Regions from separate parts of the Zea mays genome. Here region 2 is linked to region 1. The links are chromatin contacts, called in public Hi-C maps. All regions are on one chromosome and are shown on one strand. Each heading gives the region's core, a stretch centred on a gene start, on an enhancer-like site or on the middle of the called end of the contact. The rest is flanking DNA. Distances are from core to core; before and after follow the strand shown. Region 1 holds the start of LOC100279808. Region 2 holds the start of LOC110120361.

Region 1 (5,903 bases), core at 1,822-4,321:
TAGCCAAAGCTCACTGGTTAAAGCAACTTGCATCTAAGTAAATTAACTACAATGACCACACATCACTTATGTTTTACCACTTAAAAGGTAAAAAGGGGATCAATCGCCTTACCGTCTTAAAAACTATGGTAATGTGACAATATTGTTATACAAGTTATAAGGTTGTCCGCGGCAGATCGTGTAAAATAGGGGATTGACACTGTTTGTAGAGTGAAGTTTGAAATAGGGGATGAGATAGGGAATGTGATAGGGTAGCTACTGGAGACAGCCTAAGATGAGAGCATAGCACTAAAAGGCTAGAAGTAAAGTGTTTTTATACAGGTTTAACTCTAAGATAAGAAAAGATCAATTCTATCATAGAACATGACACAGTAAATAAAAAAGGGAAATGACATAAACAATCTGGAATGTGGTTAATGTATAACCTTCTCTAATGTAGGTACTGCAGACTCCTTGTGCAGCAATTCATCTAAAGTTCCAGCTTCAACGCTAATGTCATCTTTGTTTACAGAACCCTGCTGTAAAATATATCAACCCAAAATAATATTATTGGTCAATTTCACAAGACATGATAGCAATCAGACTATTGATTTCGTAACAAGAGAATATAACACGAGGACTTCCTGGGAGATCACTCATCCTAGTATTACTTTTGCCTAAACACACTTATTGATTTTGTAATATCAAAGCTCAAAATATCCAACAACTAAGTGTCGCAGAGATGTGTATGTTGTGTTGGATATGTGGGCACACAAGATTGGACCGAGTGAGAAACGATGACATACACGATCGGCTAGGAGTAGCGCCAATTGAAGAAAAGCTTATTCAACACCGGTTAAAATGGTTTGAGCATGTCCACCGAAGAACCCCAGAGGCACCGGTGCATAGAGACATCATAAGACGGGACAATAATGTGAAGAGAGGTAGAGGTCGACAAAACTTGACATGGAAGGAGACAATCAAAAGGGACTTGAAAGAATGAAATATCCCAATGAAGTTGTGTTTGGATAGAAGTGCTTGGAAAGAAGCTATCCACGTGCCCGAACCATGATTAGGCTTTTTTTCCTTTTAGTGCTCTCAAAAGTTTTTCCCCTCTCCTTTCTCTCTCTTTCTCTTTTTGGTGACATCTTGTTGGGTTTCAACTCTAGCCTACCCCAACTTGCTTGGGACTAAAAGGCTATGTTGATGTTGAAAGCTCAAAATATACCTGCTCAACAGATGCTCCGCTTTCTGCTGCATGATTATCATGGTCTGTTGCATGATTATCATGGTCCGTTGCATGTACATCATGCTCTTCGGCTACCTATGTCCAACAAACGAAACGATGTGATAGCAAAGATCTATATGTTGCAGTTGAACTATCCAGTAAACATCTACATTTCGGATTACTGCCCATGTTCAACAATGGTTATATTATCTATGTTTTACAGTAATGGAGCATCCTTCTGAACTGTGATTTCACATAATATTAAACAGGAATAATGGAAACACCAGTGTCCAGGGCACATGTAACACTATAAGGTGTTATTGTTTTAGCAAATGATATAAGGGAATTATAAAGATAAAACCAAATACAGATTCCTCATTACTGATGTAAATGATTTGATACTTAATGCATACAGTTGTTTGATGTATAATAAGCATAACACTAAAACAGAAAGAAATGCCAACCTTGTTTTCATCTTCTTGCACATGGTCATGAGTTTCCTTAGAATCTACATCCGGAGAGGCATCAGGTGTTCCCTTTTCATCAGCAGCTTGCTTTTCAGCTTCTTTTATTCTCTTCTCTTCCTTCTCTTTTCTTAAACGTTCTTCTTCCTCTGCCTTCTCTATAAGTCTCTTTTGCTCTACATAGATGGAAGGACTTATTTCAACAACAAAGCTACAAACACCAAACATTTGTTTGATATACCACTATTTGACAAATGGCTCAATACCAATGGATACAAAGACCACACCTTTGAGTTTGTCAACAAGTCCTTGGAGTATTTTCTCTTCACCCTTCAATTTTGCTAACTCTGCTTCGTCTTTAGCATAAGCCTCTTTTGCCCTCTCAACTTCCTGATTCCGAATAACTACACCACTTTTGTATGTAGCGACTTTCTTCTTCAATTTCTCCCTTGCCGCTTTGCCAGCCTCCCAGCAAGTGTTCTTACAGGTGATATTGCTGTCATATTCATCACTCCCATCACAGCAATCTAGGAGGGAAGGTGCAAATACAGAGAATTAATCGCCTAGTGGGGTTTCACCAAAAGCGCCATGATACACAAAACAAGAGCTCCAACGACTTTCACAGTCTGTATTGTACCTTGCACATGCATCTTTATTTAACAAAACAAGTAAGCAATGAATCTAACAATGCCAACAATTATGATCCTCTTACCACAAATGCCGTCATTCACTCGTGATGAGAAGATCGTGACTGGAGTGTGGCCTGCATTCTTGCAGTAGAACTTCGCCTCAGGGCACGCAGATGTCCCTGCATGCAAGAGTCATAATTCAGCTACATAACTGTATCTGTATTCCTACAGTTCCAACAACAACAAACACATAGTGATGTCATGACACACACACAAAAACAAGAAATCTACACGATGAATAGAGAAATCCATTCAAATAAGGAGAATGAGGCAGTACCGGGCTCGTCGGTGCCGTCGGGGCAGTCGCAGAAGTCGTCGTTGAGCTGCTCCCGGGAGAACCTGCCTGATCCGTCCCTGCATTTAATCACGCCGCCTCTGTAGTACGCCTCATCTGCAACCCCCAGAAACGTTGAATCAAGAAACGCATCGACCGAAGGAAACAGGGAAAGATGGAAAGAAATAGCAGAGCAGGCGTGGACAGATCCGGTTGAACCTTGCGGGGGTATGCCCAGGGTGTCGAGGGGCGGCTTGGACTCCACCGCCGCGGTGGCACATAGGAGTAGGGCGCCGACGAGGAGGAGCCTCATGCCTGCGCAGCGCACGGAGGAGGGTCAGGACTCAGGAGGAGCAGATCGGCGGTGGCTCGCTTCGGGGTGCTCGAGTCCGAGTTCTTCCGTTCTTCAGGCCACAAGCGTGTTGTATATTGCAAGTCGAGTGTGTACTAGACTAGACCTTGCATTTTGCAGATAAAAAAGGAATGGTTTATTTTGGGCCGAAAATTCATGGTGAGTAGTTTGTACACCAGGGTTCACCGTACCGTTTAGAGTTCAAAACCTCTAAAAACCGGGATCGGTTTGATATTTCAAATTCAAAAAATCGACATTAAACTGGTAAACCACCTGGGAAACCGCCAAATTTCATCGAGAAACTGGTTTTCGTGGGTTTTTCAATTTTTTGACCGATCCGTGCTTTCAAATCTAAACAAAACGGTTTTCGAAGATTTCTCGACGAGAAACCGGTAATTTTCATTGTTTTTAACTAAAATGCAACTAATTTAAAAATAAATATGAGATATACCATAAAAACATTTAGACCTTTATTGTATGTTTTTCTGTGTTTATCTTTTTTTTCCACTTTTTGAATTTAGAACGAAATTTAAAAAATCAGGGAGAACTGTTCCCGGGGATCGCGTGGTTTTGGGGAACTGGGCGGTTTACCGCCGATTATTGCCGGTAAAACCTTGGTGTATAGTCACCAAAAGATAAACGAATTAGGTTTGCAATTCGCTCGATATAATTTCAGTCTTGACAAGTAGATCTGTACTCATGTTAAAATTGTAACCGACTCTAGTTTCATGCTTTCTATGTAGGTATAAAACTCAAGAATTTATAATTCCTTCTTAGGAATTTAGGTCTCTAATTGCTTTATCTCTCTTTCCTAACATGCAAAATTGCATTGGTGCTATAGATGGTACTTATATTCCTATCACTGTTTTAGAAGACATGTCGCTCCATATAGAAATAGAAAAGGGTCTTTATCCCAAAACATTATGGTAGCTTGTAATTTTTATCTAAACTTTACCTTTATTTCGTGTGGATGGAAAGGATCCACATCAGATGTCGGGGTTCTTCGTTCAACTCTTGGTAGGGGGATTCCATGTGCTAGAATAAAAAGTTTTATCTTATAGATAGTGGATATGCAAATACACCATTAATTGCTCCTTATTGAGGAGTTCGGTGCCACTTAAGAGATTGTTTGGGAGCAAGGATAACGGAGGGGATTGGAGGGGCTAAATTCCCTTGTTATTCGAAATTGAATAGCGAGGGGTTTTATTTCTTCCAATCCTCTCTGGTATCCTTGCTCCCAAACAAGCCCTAAACGAGTTTAGGAGTCAATATTCTTGTGCCAACTACAAAGAGCTCTTCAACCATCGGCATGTAGTCCTTCGGAATCATAGAGAGGCCTATAGGTGTCTTGAAGAAGATGTTCCCTATTCTAAAAGTCATAACCTTCTGTCCTATTGAGTCTCAAAATAGGATTCCAACGGCAGCATGTGTCTTTCATAATATAATTAAAAAAAGCATAATGGTCAGGAAAGGTTACTAGATCACCTCCCAAGCCACATTAAATTGTCCCAATATGTCGATGTCCTAGAAGGAAGTCAACTACCTTGCTGGCTCAAAATCTGTTGATGAAAATAGTTTTAGGCATCACATTGCGATGTAGATGTGGGTTACCCACAATGTTTACTTGATGTGATAACATTTGTGTCATTATTTATGTACTTGATGCACCAAATATTTGTATCATTATTTATGTACTTGGTGCACCTAATATTTATATCATATTTATGTACTTGTTGCACATAATTTAATTTATTACGTGCAGTTTAATATAGTAATGGCAGAAGAAGCATCTAGGGTGAATTGGGACTTCTTATATGAGAAGGGTTTAATTGAAGTATTAATTGAGCACAAGGTTGATGCCCAATTTAAAGGGAAAATGGTTGGAACTCAGGTGGTTGGAGAAGCATCACTAGTCAGTTCAATGAGAAGTTCCCCTAGCACATTTCACAAAGCAACAACTTCAAGACAAGAAGGATCTTAAAGCAAGCTACAAGGCCATAAGCAACACAAAGAATGATAGAGGTGTAGGATGGAATGTGTCAATGGGGATGATATAAGCTAAACCAGAAGTTGGGGTGTGTCTTTGCCAAAGGATCTCAAACTAATAAGCCTTAAATATCTTCGGGTTTGTTTCAGGATAATGACTTTTATCATAGTGATCTTTGTAGGCTAAAAAAGGTGGTAGTAGCTTCAGCATCAGTGATAGTCAAATCACCTCAGAACATCTGAAGCACATAACAAGAAGCAAACAAAGAATCAAGCGATGTGTGCAACACATCTCTAAGAGGAAAAGACGACATGAAGCGTCCTGATCCTTTGGGACTCAAATGTGATACAATTACTAGTCCCAGGAGGCTAGTAACCGCATTCCTTACTTCAAATAGTACAGAGTTCGAATAAATGTTATTACAATACCAGAGTACAAGCTCGAGAGAGCCAGAAATACAAAGCGCAGTAGAAGATAAACTAGCCCAAGCCACAGGCAGAACTGGGTACAGACACAACCCCCTCAATCAAGCATAGCAGAAAAAAAGTCTTCAGCTGCTAGAAAACATAAATAAATCTGGGTGAATACACTAGGTATTCCGCAAGCCCATCCCGCTCCCGTAAAGAGAAAGGGACCTATATCATACATGCTCTATATGGTGGAGTTGAAGTCACTCTTCTTTTTCTCACAGAAAGACAGTACTTTTAGGGTTTTTCCCAAAGAAATAGAAATAACACAATACTCAACCACCACTGAGCTTCTCGCTCCCATGGCATCGTTTTCATTTCCAAAAACACACTCATACACACACATTTCTCTGTTCACGGAGGTTGTAAAACACTAATTGTCATACCACACCAGACTCGTCCATTCCAGTGGACACGGACTATTCGAATAGGTTTGAACTCTGCGCAGAGGGGTACACTTTAC
Region 2 (5,903 bases), core at 2,081-4,580, 230 kb before region 1:
CTGTGACATTGTTTAAAGCTTATAGACATCATGGTTCTGTGAACTATGACATTGTTTTCTGGTGACATGTGCTTCTGAAATCACCTTCTAGTTAGGCTTTACTGCTCATTTGGCACACCGAAGAGCTGCAAACTAAGAGATGCTTTCCATTGTGCCCATGAGTGCTAATTGTGGACTGGCTGTTAAAAATATTGGGTGCCGTACCTGTGCCCGAATCTGAACCCGAAATTTTGGGTACCCGATTTTTCAGGTATTCGAAATTTCAGGTCAAGTTCAACTTCAACAGCTAGATACCCGAAATTTAAAAAAACAAACAACCCGACCCAAAATTTCGGGTAAACCCAAACGCCCAGCCATAGCCATGGTGGCTAGAGTGCAGATTGACGGCGCAATGATGAGGAGACAAAACATGTGGGCAGCTCGTGAAGCCTGGCAAAGATAATTGCCTTGCTTGTCTTCATCTAGTTACATGGTCTCTACATTTATAGTCCCTAGAGGACTTGTTTTTCCCAAACAAACTAGAGAAGGGGTCCTTATTGATTTGGACTCTCTTTTCCTAACAAATAATTCTATTTACTAACGAGAAGTCATTATCGATTTGCACTCTCCTTTCCTAACAAATTATATTTTCTAAACGGGTATTATTTACGCCTACTGTAATTTGAGCCTAATACCTATGTGGCCCGTTTTTCGACGCGCATAAGCTGTACAGGTCATTACATATCTCTCCGCCTCTTCAAACATCTTGTCCTCGAGTTGAGCATTTGGGTAGCCGTCCATGAAAACGTGCAGTGTCCCCCATGTAGTGTCAACACTGGTCAAGCCCTGCCACCGTACGAGATCATGTCATACGCCACAACCCACAGCGTAATTGGGTGTGTAACGCTTTCTCTAGAGCAGACAACAATTGGCCATCATGAACAGGTGGCACATGTGATAGAGTCGTTGGAAGGTCCCCGTAAAATGGCTTGAGTTGTCCGACGTGAACGCATCGTGGAGACGAGCGTCGGCCGGGAGGTGGAGACAGTAGGCCACCTGCCCAATTCGCTGCAATACCTGGAAGGGGTCTACATAGTGAGGCCCAAGTTTTCCCTTGGGTCGGGGCTACAACGAGCACATCGAGCGATGGAAAAGGCAGAGCCACACTCAATCGCACACTTTGAATTCAAGCTCACGATGGTGGTTATCGTAGTACTGCTCGCCATACTATTGAGCCTGGAGAAGACGCTGATGAATTTCCCCAATAAAAGCATCTCAATCACACATTAGGGAGTTTGTTGTCTCTATCTGAGCAGCCCCTGTTGTGTGGCAACAAAGGTGGCGAGGGACAGTTGTACACCACCTAGAAGGGAGTGGTGCGAAACGCCGTGTGGAAAGAGGTATAGTAGGCTCGTAGCAATAACTAGCCCATGGAAGCCAATCCACCCAAGCACGAAGTAGGTCCCTTGTGGCACAACAAAGGTACATGGCTTCCTTTTTTACGGCAAGGGTGAAATGTTGTGCTTAGTGGAGTTTGAAACCAAACATCTTGAAGAGGTCGCGCCACATATGACCGGTGAAGACCATATCCCAGTCGCTGATAATGGAGGTGGGGAGGAAGCCATGTAGCCGAACAATATCCTCGAAGAAGGCACGAACAACTGACACAAGAGTATGGGTGACTGAGGGCAATGAAGTGCGCATATTTGGAGAAACGATCGACGACAGTGAGCATGACGGTGTAAGAAGAGATTGTGTATAATGTGTGGGATATTGAGCCTCTAAGGAGAATATATAGGAGTACATGACTTGGAGGGCAAGAAGGCTATCCTAGAGACGGGCGATGGACGATGGAGACGCAAACCAGATCACTGATCGAAAAAACAAAAAGACGCAGCAGCAACAAATCCGGTACATCACCGGGGTACACTAGTTTCAATACTTCGAGCCACATACCCATCTGATTCAAAGGAAGAATGGGCAACCCTTGCAGCATGTAAACAAAGCTTTAGGATAGCAAAACAGGTTGAGTAATAATTTCTATCTTTCCCATACATAAAGTCCAAAAATCATGTTCCAAACAATTTTGTGCAAGACAGTACAGCAACAATAGCAATGACCTATGTTTTTGCAAACGTGTCATAGCATTTGTTCCATTAAGAGGATAGCAATGGCCTATTTACTTCATAAGAGAAAGGAGTCAAATACCATAATTTGTTACTTGGTGTAAAACAAACAAATGCAATATACAACTGCTGGGTCCCTCCCATCAAACCAAACGACCTAATAAAGACTTCCGAGCCAACAGAAATCGATGTTCACATAGAGAGGCTAACCTTATAATCAAAATTCAGCATCCCTTGGGAGTAGTGGGGCTCACTTGTCAACTGCAAGAGCACAAAATCGGTCAACTAAGGATTTTTAAAGGTGGCTTCAAGCAAAGCTGAATCCAAATAATCATCAATTTACTAGCAGTTTAAAATCAATTTACCTGAGCATTTATCTTTAAAGAAAGGTTGTCCGTAATATCATGCTTGACACGGATGTTCTCCCTCCCTTCATGTGAGACCCTCCCCATGAGCATCGTCTACAAGAGAATCCCATTACATTGAGGAATGAAACCCAGTAGAGAGCACTCAACAGCACTCTTATGTAAAGGGAAAAGGAGTGCAACCCTCTGATTGATAAAGTTGGCACCAAACTCATAATTGGAGGTGGGAACCTTGATCACCTCGCTCCCCTGTGCCGGGATCTCAATGGATCCCATGGCAACGCTGGTTCAAACAAACGTAATCAATTGTGAAAACATGGGCACACAACCAGAACAAGCTGACAAAACACGAAGATGCACCACGTACCTGTGAGTCAAAGCGAAGTACGGGGTGATCATCTTGGTCAAATCGAAGCGCATACCCTCGAAAAGGTCCGGCTTCAGCGCCACTGCAACAACGCAAAGAAGATCACATAGTTACTCGCCACCCGCTCGATTTGCGGTCAAGTCAGTCGCGCCGGCGATTGACAGCACATCAAACAAGGTAAGAGGAAGGGGTGGAACTGGGGACTTACTGAAGGCCTCGCGCTGGATCTCCTCATATGGGACGGGGCACGGGAGGTTGAGGTAGTCCACCTTCTCCTCAGTCGCCTCCTCCTCATGAGGTTTCGGCGGCGGGGCGGCGGCGGCGTCAGCAGCGTCAGCGGCAGCGGGCGCAAAGGGTGGAGTCGACGCGTATGTGGGGGGATGGGGAGGAGGGGCCCCGGCCTGGCTGACGGAGGAGCCCATGGCGGCGGCGGCGCGTTTGACTGATTTGGGGTGGGGGTGGGGGTGGCGGCGGGGCGGCGCGGGGTCTGGCCGTCTGGGTAGGTTGTGTGTGAGTGTGTCTGTGTGATTTCCCAGCGCCGGCGGCGAGGGTCAACAAGTCGGGGTTTTAGCAGGGTTTCGCCTCGGTACGGGGAGGACGCCGCTAACGGTTGGATTTTGCCTCGTGATGCGCGTATCCGACAGCCTGTGCTCGTCTTTTCTTCCCTTTTCATCTTGAGCAAGTTTTGGGTATGTCTGGTCTTCTTTTCACTCCTCACTTTTCTATTTAGTTTGTATAATGCATTTGATTTCACCAAAATTTATAGAATAAACTTATAATACATCACTTCATAAAGCACTAGATATGTGTCCGTGCGTTGCTACGTAAGTAAAAATAGTATAAAATATATATACGAAACCACAAGCATGGCGTATGCGGAGGGGAGGCAGGGGCGCGGTGGGTGGGAGCCGCACGACACATTGCGTAGGTTTTTGCGATGGCACGCACGGTGTGGTAGAGCCATCGTGGTGGAGGAGGTCGCGGAGTCGTCGACGCAAATGTCATGGAGCCACGATAGCAGTTTACGGAGGTTGCGGAGGTCGCGTGCGGAGGTTGGCTATCCGACGCAGGTGGGCGGGGGTTTCGTGGAGTCAGAGCTCCGTGTGCGCGGAGTCGGCGTGGATGTCGCGGAGGCGAGGGCACGGAGATGGTCTACACTATTGCCTTAATAGATAGTAGAGAAGTAGAGATAGATAAAAAAATTGATACATCAAACAGTTGAACATGTGGGAATGAAGCCATGCTGGGCCAGCTGCCCCGCCCGCCGTACGATAAAATAGAGGAGCAAAGTAGGCGCACACGCATCGCCAACGCGTGTGTGCCAGCCTGCCAGGTCCATCAGGCCCTAGCCTGACCAGGGGAGCCGCACTGGAGTGGACTGGACTGCCTACCGCGGGTACGAGCGCGAGTGGTGGTGCGTGCCCGGTGCCCGCGACGCGCGATCGCTCACTGTCGTAGTCGTTCGTCTCGATCCGACCGGCTCCGGGGTGGGCAGCCCGTCGCTCACAAGTCCCATCGTATGGTCTGGCCAGCCCCGCACCCCCTTCTGCCGGCATGGGGTGAGGCCGAAGGCAGCGGCACCAGCACCCACCGTCCGCGTTCTTCCCGCCCCGCCCCCGCGCCCGGTCGCTAATTACGCACACATGCCATCCGTCCGTCCACGCACACGGCGCACACCACCCATCTGCCTTTGTTGCTGCGCCAGGACGCTACCCACGCAGGCGGGAGCGGGAGGTCCTCTTCTCCGCGCGCTTTGCGCTGCCTTGTCTGTGCTCGATTCCCCGCGGCCTCCTCCCTCTCACACACGTCTTCCCTCCAGCGCCGCACCACGCCACCAGGGCTAGCGGGTAGCCCACTCCTCTCGCTCCTCCACTCCACCTCTACCCTACGCGCTCTTTCTGCCGCCGAATCAGCACAACTCATCACCCGACCAGGGAAGAGAGATATTTTCTGGCCCTATTTCTGGAGGGCGGGCGGGGGGAGGCGGCGAGGTGACGTGACGGTTGCGACCTGGCGCCGAAGACTTGCGTGAGGAGAAATTTGGAAATTTGCCATTATGGCAAGTGAGTTTCGCCAATTTACCATTATTTTAAAAGACTTCGCTTATATGTCATTTTCAAAGAAGACGCATACGTTAAACTGCCTTTTGGCTATTTAATAAAACAAAAAATCGATTAAAAGAAGAACATCAGAGATCGGTCAGACACAGCACCTTCCATGTCGACGCCCGCCACAGCCAGCATCGTCCAAGACTCCGGCCTGCCCTCCACGGCGCACACGGCCAGGCAAGATCAATCAAGGAAGGAAGCAGTTCCATCTGTGATCCCTTTTCAGGTAAAGGATGTACAATACCAACCAAGGAAGAGCTCAACTTCTCCTGTGATTTCTGTCCTAGTAAATTATGATACATAACGCTAGCCTCTTGTGGATCACTAACAGTTGCCATACCGATTTAGTTGAAGGATGCGCAAACCCAAGGCCAAAAGGAATCACTGGCAGCTCCAATTCGAGCAATCAGACCTTCAGTTAAGATTGATATTCCCACTCAAGTTAAGGAAGCTTCAGCTAGTGCTAGCAGTGAATTGCCATCATCTGCTACGGACAATGCTGCTGCTATGGAATGCAGTACATCATCAAAAATGTTCTTGGCAATAATGTTGCCGTAGAAAGCGAGGCAGTCCGGTGGCGAGGAGCAGAGGACGCGGCGTCGGGCCCCTCCGCTCTTCATCCATCACCAGATCCAGCTGATGCCTCCCCACGCCGCGGCCGCCGTGAAGAAGCGCGGCCAGCCGTGGCCCTTCGCTGTGGGATGGAACTGTAAGGGAGCCCTCGCAGGTTGTCCAGGAGCAGAAACGAGTCGTCCTGCTCCGTCGTCGGGCGGCGGCCACTATCGTCTGCGGTGCAGCTCAGCGGGTGAGACCTGGTGGTGCACCCGTCCACAAAGTACCCGCGCTGCCACTCGCAGGGTTTCGAAGGCTCGAATTCGTCGACGCAGGCACACGTGCCGACGCTGGTGCAAATGCCGAAACGGACGCAGAAGAAGGCGCTGGATCTGCAGTCGGATGG

The links. Hi-C and Micro-C count contacts between places; a contact is called where the count stands out from the background.
Region 2: a contact with region 1 is called in a Hi-C map of ear, with 1.9 times the contacts expected there. The contact joins the promoter of LOC110120361 here to the promoter of LOC100279808 in region 1. A contact is called at or near these places in 3 of 25 Hi-C or Micro-C datasets (ear, leaf and tassel).

What each region holds. Positions count from the first base shown.
Region 1 is chr8:2,359,674-2,365,576 of Zm-B73-REFERENCE-NAM-5.0, reverse strand. LOC100279808 reads right to left here and starts at 3,071. Exons shown (of 16, transcript NM_001152764.1): 1 at 2,854-3,071; 2 at 2,638-2,751; 3 at 2,384-2,479; 4 at 1,959-2,198; 5 at 1,672-1,847; 6 at 1,208-1,303; 7 at 426-518. The coding sequence starts at 2,947.
Region 2 is chr8:2,589,247-2,595,149 of Zm-B73-REFERENCE-NAM-5.0, reverse strand. It overlaps LOC110120361, which reads right to left and starts at 3,330. Exons shown (of 11, transcript NM_001350808.1): 1 at 3,046-3,330; 2 at 2,838-2,919; 3 at 2,654-2,753; 4 at 2,471-2,566; 5 at 2,316-2,366. The coding sequence starts at 3,259. It also overlaps the pseudogene LOC100276822.